2 separate regions of the Mus musculus genome follow, and region 1 is linked to region 2. The links are chromatin contacts, called in public promoter capture Hi-C maps. All regions are on one chromosome and are shown on one strand. The core of a region is the stretch at or near the end of the contact, and the rest is flanking DNA. Distances in the headings are between cores, read along the strand shown.

Region 1 (4,226 bases), core at 693-3,192, 250 kb after region 2:
ACTTAGTTCACCATTTCAGTTTGTAGGAATGGGGGTAGAAACTGAAGATGGGACTTAGGGCCTCATGTATGCAAGGCTGGATGGAGCTTTATAAATGAGCTGTATCCTTAGCCCTGAACACTTCAATTCAAAGAAGCATTTCTCCAGACAGTAAACAGCAAACCTCTAGCTCAACTTTTAAAACGTTGTTGAACTTTTACCTACATCGACAACAATGGTTAATTTTAAGGCTTTTAAAATCTTCCCTCCCATAGCTCTATACTTGCTTTTCCAGACATGAGGCTGAAATAGAGAGACTCAGTGTTCATCTGTTCCCATTTGAGCCAGAGAGCTAGAGCCTCACTTAGGCTCCAGGCATTGTATAGAAACCTCAAAGTCCTTTGCTAGATTTACAGAGGTGGGTGATGGATGGGACGCTGGGGAGACTAGTTCTATCACACAACACGAACACTTGCAGATATAGATGGAAGGCTCTGATCCTTTGAAAGGCAATATGTAACCTGCTGTACCCCCAGCCTTATCCCAGCTCTCCCTCTATCTTGGCTACTGTCTGTGAGCCTTAGCCTGTGAGTATTGGGTCTTCCTATGTTCCTATGCAACCCAAGAATTCTAGCTCAACTTGTTTATTTCAGTGCTTGACAGTGTCAGCTGAAAACTACCTTAGTTTTTTGGGGTTGGTTGGGGTGGGGTGAGTTGGGGTGGGGAGATAAGAAGTAAGAGCCTAAAAGATTAGCCCTGAGCCTCGGTGGAGTTGAAAGGTGGGCCTGTGGGATCTCAGCATGGCAGCCCAGGCTGCAGCATTCAACAGTACTAGGAGCTCTAGGTGTGAACTGCGAATGCTCAGTTTCCTGCTGGGCAGAGAGCACAAAGGGCTCAAAGCTACCTGCTCAGTTGGGCACCTGAGAGATAGACTCGGTTCAACCCGGATATTTTTTAGGGAGAAGAACAAAAGTCATAGAGTACTGAATTCTCCAGCTGGGTCCGGAGTAGAGCAGAACAGGAGGAAAGAGAGAGGAAACACAAGACCAAACAACAAAACATTGTAACCACGTCTTTCAGGTGGCTGGACTTACCGGTCTGGGGAAGGGACTCAGACACTAGGTGGAACTAGCGCTTCAGAGATGCTAAAGGACCAAAGAGGTCTCCTCTGCCCAGGATTACAGGTGGGCTCAGGTTAGTGCCAGTGAGAGATCTAAGAGATCTCCCCCTCCCCAAGCCTACAAGACCTTGTAGCTCACTCCAAAGCCCCAAACACTAACCCAGGTTAAGGTCAACAGAACTGGAGGTAAATCAGCTTTGGTCTTGATCCCTCAGGTCTCTGTTCTCCACCTTGGAACGCATTCCAAGTCAAGGCGCAAAACTGCTCCAGGTAATATAACACTAAAAGCCCGATTCCCCAGATACCTCGCCTGGCAGAGGAGACCTCACCACCACTACCCGCCCCCAGCCCCCCCTCCCCCAGCCTTAGAGGCAGGCACCTGGCTCCAGCACACAGGCCCCACCCAGCCGGGCGCCCAGTGGGGTAGCTAACAGAATTGAAGCCCCCACCCCTCACCCCCACCTCTCAAGGGCCGATCCCAAGGATCAGTCGTGCAGGAACTTGACTTCTCCGTGGGAATCTCTAAGGAGAGCAAAGGGTGGAAAGCAACTTTGCCTATGATCTCTAGTGCCCAGCGGAGTTTGAGAGACATCACATTAGGCATATGGAGAAGCGAGTCTTACCTTTGCACAGAAAGCCGGGAGTTGACATCCATGGTTGACCGCAGGCAGAGAAAAGCTGACAGCGCAGGCGAAGGCTAAGAAGCCTGAGCGCCCTGCGCGAGGACAGAGACGTGCAGGCTGGAGCAGCAGTGACTGAGACCCGCAGCGGAGATTGATGCTCGCTCCTCCCTGGCCACCAAGCGCTGCAGAGATGTCCTGGTGGCGCCTCCTGTGGTCTGCTCAGATCTTGAAAACTGCTGGCTGGACTTGACCCTTCAGCCTAATTCCCGCCTCCCTCCCAGGTCTCGGGGGACTGACTGCCTTCTGTGCCTTTCGCTGTTGCTCCCTGCTCACTCCCCTCCCCTTAGTCCAGTCCCGCCCCTTGCTTTCTCTGGTGAACACCAAGTCTCAGCCCTGAAGTTGTTCATCCACTTGGCTGCATTTACAGGCTCACTTCTGGCAGTTCTGGCTTCCCGCTGCCCCTACTGGTGGCACACACATCCCCTTGAAGACCCTCTATTTGTCCTCTACAACAAAACAGGAGGTGCAGGCGTGGTCACTTGTGTCAATGTATCCAGCTCCTTTGCTTTCTTCTAAGCCTCTGTCCTGTTTTAACTCTCTCCTGTCTCCATGTAACTCATTTTCCTTAAATGGGACACCATCATCTCTCACCTGTTTGACCCTATGAGGAGATAAAAGTTTCAAAAACTCGCGACAGTGGCCATCCTTCTGAGGCAGCTTTCAGAACCGAAGGCAAGATTTACTGATGCTCTATTGTCTGCTCAGCATCTCTTTGAGCAGAAACAGACTTTTTTTTTAAAGAAAGAAATCAAGACACTGATGATAGCAACTCTCTGTTAAAAAGAGGGCATGGAACCTTGTGCCCTTTCTTTTTGAATTGAAAAGCAAACTAAAAATGAATACCCTGAGACTTCCAGGAATGGGAAGATGAGATAAATAAAATTTCCCCTTTTGCTTCTTGCAAGTCTAACTAGGACTCTCCATATTATGAATTGTATATAGAAAAATTCTGGCAGAAGCAAGGAGAACAACTAGGGGCCTGACCATGCAAAGAATGTAGTGGGGGTCTCTAGCCAAATGACAGAAACAGCCTAGACAGGCAGAAAATGCACAGATACCTGCTTCATGATGGCTGAATGTTAGAGGAGAAAATCCCACTCTAAACTGTAACACCAAAGGCTATGGGGGAAGTTCATATTCCAGTGTCCTGAGCTGGAAGGATGCAAGTCACTCGTAGGGTCAATTGTGCAAGAAAGACTAAGCATGGATCAGGACTTTCATCCCTTCCAGGAAGAAGCAATTGACATCTCCACAAATTGGCACCAATAGAGGGTTCTCCTAACCAGCCACAATACCACCCAGATAGATGTTATGAGAGCAAAGAAGGTGGGGAGATTTTGAGCTCTGTATAGCCCTTAGAGAACCTTGGTGGCAATTTAGAGGAGGCCTAAAGCTCAGAAGTAATGAGGTCATGTAGCAGCCTTGGTGCACATCTTTGGAGACATAGCCACAGAGCTATCAGTTAGACCAGAAAGGAACTACCTAGCAAGGCTGAGGTGTGGACCACTATCCCTTCAGAAGTAATCTGGGAGCCTAATAAGCTAATGTACTGGCAGTAATAGAGCAGCATTGTCCTGCCTGCTTTGACCTGCAAGAAGCTAGCTAAAGCAATTAAGTAAGACTCAGGCTTCAGACATATTATCCTAAGTCATCAGGTTTGTGAGGACATTATGTATCAGGCTAATAACTAATAAAAACACACAAAGCAATTAGTAGGAACCCTGAACTGACATGACAGAGATGTTAAAACAATCCTTCACATTTTTATAAACAGGTATTATAAAAGTAGAGTTGGTCTCTTGTATCAGCAATTTCCACATCTGTGAGGACATCTAATGTTTGGTAAAATGATTTGAAAAGGCAGGTCAGGTTTGCCTGAGTATCCTCAGATTTGGAACAATATCCTGGGGCAGAAAGCCAAACTCAGTATGCAAATTTAAAATAATTGAAATCACATAATGGGGAAAAAAAAAAGAAGAAGCAAAATCAAGAACAGAAGAAACACTGGCTGGCAAGCCATCCTACAGGCTTACATTTTTAGGCTTGCTCAGGCCCCTGTATGAGTGGCAGGCCAGCATGGGCTTCATCATGAGATGCAGAACAAGATCTCATTTCAAAGCAAAACAGCAAACCAGCAAAGACCAAGCAAACTCTCCCCTATACACTTCAAAATATAGGGACCAAAGAGGAGGGTATCTAAAGAAAACTTTAAAAAATACTTTAAGTTCAATGTGTATTTCATCTCCTAGAAACTATTAAGCAGGCCTGATTGGAAGTTACTTTGCACCAAATGAATATGTAAGAAAAGTACCAATTGGTGATGTAACCTTCTTTCTCAAGGATGCAGAGAGAAAAGCAGTGTAAAATAATGCCAAACCAAGAAGGCCATGGGTCTCGGAAGGAGCAGTTCGGGAAAGAAAGTATTTGACTTGCAATAGCAATAG
Region 2 (4,009 bases), core at 942-3,441:
GGAGGTGACTGGGTGACTCTAACTTCATCAATAGATTGACCATTAAGGGAGTCACAGCTTAATTGTCTATTGGGAATTAGTAGCAGCTAAAGGAATTGGGGCCTACTTGGAAGAAGGAGAACATTTAGGGGTTCCCTTAATTTTCCCGTCCCCTCCCTCTGTTTGCTTCCTGGCCACAATGAGGTGGATAGCCTCCTGTAGAACATGCTGTGATGTTTCAAGGATAGACCCCCAAAGTGACCGAGTCAACCATAGACTCAAACCTCAAAAGCCATAATCCAAAATAAGCCCTTCATCATTTAAGTTGATTCCTTTCAGGTATTTTATTATAGTAACGGAAAGCTGACCCAGAGAGAATGGGGTGGGGGCAGTGCTGCCTTTTGGATTGGGTCAAATAATGCATTGTGGGCAGGACTTTCTGAATTGTATCCTCTCTTGTGGACTATGACAGCAGATACTGAAGTAACTTGCTATAGTTATGAAGGCAATGATGCTGTAAAAGAAGCCCTGAGGGCAGGTTTGAATTGTTCTACAGAAACCATGCCCATCAAGATTAATCTAATAGTTCTGCCCAGGTATGTGATGAAAAGAAGGACACTGGGGATGACATAGTCTCTCTGTCCTCAATCAGGCTATGGCAGTCATCAAAGAGAAGATTGAGGAGAAGAGGGGAGTGTTCACAAGAAACTCAAGAAGAGCGAAGACCAGAGTGTGGATACTTCATTCCTCCTTAGAATAGGGAACAAAACACCCATGGAAGGAGTTACAGTGACAAAGTTTGGAGCTAAGATGAAAGGATGGACCATCCAGAGACTACCCTACCCAGGGATCCATCCCATAATCAGCCACCAAACCCAGACACTATTGCATATGCCAGCAAGATTTTGCAGAAAGGACCCTGATATAGCTGTCTCGAGTGAGGCTATGCCAGTGCCTGGCAAATACAGAAGTGGATGCTCACAGTCATTTATAGGATAGAACACAGGGCTTCCAAAGAAGGAGCTAGAGAAAGTACCCAAGGAGATGAAGGGGTCTGCAACCCTATAGGTGGAACAACAATATGAACTAACTAGTACCCCCAGAGCTCGTGTCTCTAGCTGCATAGTAGCAGAAGTTGGCCTAGTCGGCCATCATTAAGAAGAGAGGCCCCTTGGTCTTGCAAACTTTATATGCCCCAGTACAGGGGAATGCCAGGGCCAAGAAGTGGGAGTGGGTGGGTAGGGGAACAGGGAGCGGGGAAGGTATAAGGAACTTTCAGAATAGCATTTGAAATGTAAATAAAGAAAATATCTAATTAAAAAAAGAGGGAAGTGTTCAGTGTTCAGATGGAGCCCAAAGTGGTCACAGATACAGATGAGACTGAACGTGCAAGGCAGCTGGAACGGCTTGAAAGAGAAGATGCAGAAGTGGATGGAGATGACGATGCAGAAGAAATGGAAGCCAAAGCTGAAGATGACATTTTGGAAAACAGTCCAATTTACAGAGTACGAGGCAGCCCTTCCTGGCTGCAAACCCTAGACTTGAAAGTTTTCCAGTATTGGAAACTTGAAAGCTGAATATTTTTATTTCCAAGTATTTAAGTATTCAACAAGCCAGAATCTAAATGCCCTCCTTCATGTCAGCTGTTTTCACATAGTGGCTCTAACACCTCAAGTATTTTTCTAAGGGAGTGGCTTGATTTGACCAGAGACAAATCTTCAACAGCAGTCCTAATATTGGGCTTACAGTTTCCATTGCTCATGTCTCTGGAATGGCACCCTTATGGTTCAGAGATTTACCAGAGGCTCCAAACACAAACAATCAATCACAATCTTTCTATATAAAATGTATTCAAGCGAACATCAAATAAATTTCTGGGATATTTAAAAAAATTGCATAATTGTATTTGCTCTTTATTGAAAACTGTATGAACATTTTATTTTCCACAACTACTCTTTTTATCACACTCTAAAAGAAGCTAAGATAATCAGTCGATTTGGAGAAAATTTAAACAGTTAAAGAATTAACTCTTTTCTATGTGGTGGACCAATGTCAAAACTGGGACACACTGGCTGCTCCTCAGATAGCTTGCTACAGCAAGCTATGGCTGAGCGGCAAGCTGAGTTTACCCAGCTCTGGGCTGCCGCTGGGCTCCCCTGTACCCGCCCAGAAAAACTTGCGCACGCGCCTTAGCGTCCTACTGCTGTTTGTTAGTTTCCATGGCTACGAAGCCCCTCAGGGTAGGAAAGTAGGAAAATGAAGCTTAAGAGCCTCTTGCTTCGCTATTACCCACCAGGTACGGGGTTCCCACGAGTGGGCCCTGGCTTCCCTTTCTGGGATGGTCTGGGACGAAGGAGGGGGCGGGGACTCGAGGAAGGGCTCTGAGTAGCCGGGTCTCAGTGACCAATTGGGACAGGTAGTTAGAGCTCCCCAGTCTGGGTCACCCACCTTTTCATACGCTGCCGACCACTGTTCCTTAAAGTCCTTTATGTGACTCTTTGAGAAAGTCTTTAAACTTTTAAATGCTTTCTAGTAAATTATGAGTCTGAGGAGGGAGGGGCCGAGGGGTAGTGAACAGTGACACCCTGGGACAGTGTTTTCTGGAACAACAGAGATGAATCTACTGTTATTTTAAAGTCTTAATGATCAAGTTAAAGCGAAGGACACATGAAAAGAAAAACTCATACTCCACTGAGCGCGCCACCTTTGTCACACTCTCCAGTTTGCTGCAGTAGGAAATCAGTTTATGATATGAACGTCCAAGGTAACCTGCTTTGTGCGCCTCGCCATGTGCCTTTAAAGAAGGCCAGAATCCTTGATTCCAACGTGGTGATTGTGAATAAGCCCACGAAATGCTGCTGTTTTAGAGTAGGGTATGCTTTTCTGGTGGTCATAAGTTATGTGTTGGGGAGGGGGGTGGGGTTTGCTCACCATGAGAGAATAACTGAAATACAACTTGTTGAGGACAAAATAGGAGGAGAACTCTCAGCTTCTCGAAACTCAAATTAAAAATAAAAGGGTCAGGGGTGGGGTGGGGAGGGCCGCAGTGAGGAAAGTTATTTTCTGACCTCTGCACACATGTTCTGTGGCTCTCATGTGTGCGTGTGCACATACACATAACATAAATGAATAAATGTAATTGACAACAAAGCCCTTAAAACTTGGCTCAGGGTAACGGCTGACTACAACGGCTCAATGAAACATTTGGGTAAAGAAACTGCAGAGATTTCAGAGTAGAGTAAGTGAATTCACTTTGTCCTGGTTTCAGCATGACAGTTTTAAGGGTGTGAACTTGAGGAATCTCAGGGCACGTGTCTCGTTTGCCTCAGCAAAGCAGCCAACATTTTTTAGCCAAAATGTCTAATAGTCAAGGCTGTTATTTCTTTCTTTGAGGCCATCCTGATTTTGTTCCTTTTGTGCTTTGTCCCCTGTCAGCAGGTCATAGGTTCAGCATTTTGTATTTATTTTCTTCAGAAGCTACACAGACAATCCTTTACTCGCCCTGACACCACTTACTGCTCCTCTCTGCTCAGTCTTTTCCATCTATCAATAAATTATATCAGCTCTACTTCCAAAACATTTGGTGAATCTCTCGGTTCAGCCCTCTTTCCCCTCCCAGTTCGACTCAGCATCCTTTCCGTTTGCTGACACACTCCAGCCCAGTCCGTCTCTTGTTGGGAAACTTCAGGGTCTGCTCAAGTGCTTTCTTGGCTTTGAGTCTCATCTACCGTTTGCCAGTAGAATCTGAACCCAACACCTCCAACAATCGCCTAGTATGCTCCTGTTAGGCTTAGAATAAGATCTACAGTCTGAAAGAAATGGCCCAGGCTGCTCTGTCGACTTCTAGAACTTTACTCTCTGCCATCTCTATAGTTTAGGTCTCTGACCTATTTTTCTAAAACTTACAAGAAGGCCTGTCATGCACTGTCTCCCTTCTGGACAGAGCTTCCCCTAAACCTCACAATGCCTAGCTTCTCTTTACTTTGTTTCAGCCAATGTAACTGACCCAGAGAAACCTACCTTTTCCACA

The links. Promoter capture Hi-C pulls out the DNA fragments that hold promoters and counts their contacts.
Region 1: a promoter capture Hi-C map of embryonic stem cells shows a contact between it and region 2, with 4 times the contacts expected there. The contact joins the promoter of Sphkap here to the promoter of Daw1 in region 2. A contact is called at or near these places in 2 of 39 promoter capture datasets (cranial neural crest and embryonic stem cells) and 1 of 484 Hi-C or Micro-C datasets (cortical neurons).

Annotation. Positions count from the first base shown.
Region 1 is chr1:83,406,258-83,410,483 of GRCm38.p6, forward strand. It overlaps Sphkap (SPHK1 interactor, AKAP domain containing), which reads right to left and starts at 1,943. Exons shown (of 12, transcript NM_001356547.1): 1 at 1,723-1,943. The coding sequence starts at 1,750.
Region 2 is chr1:83,157,564-83,161,572 of GRCm38.p6, forward strand. It overlaps Daw1 (dynein assembly factor with WDR repeat domains 1), which reads left to right and starts at 2,192. Exons shown (of 13, transcript NM_001372244.1): 1 at 2,192-2,275. The coding sequence starts at 2,236.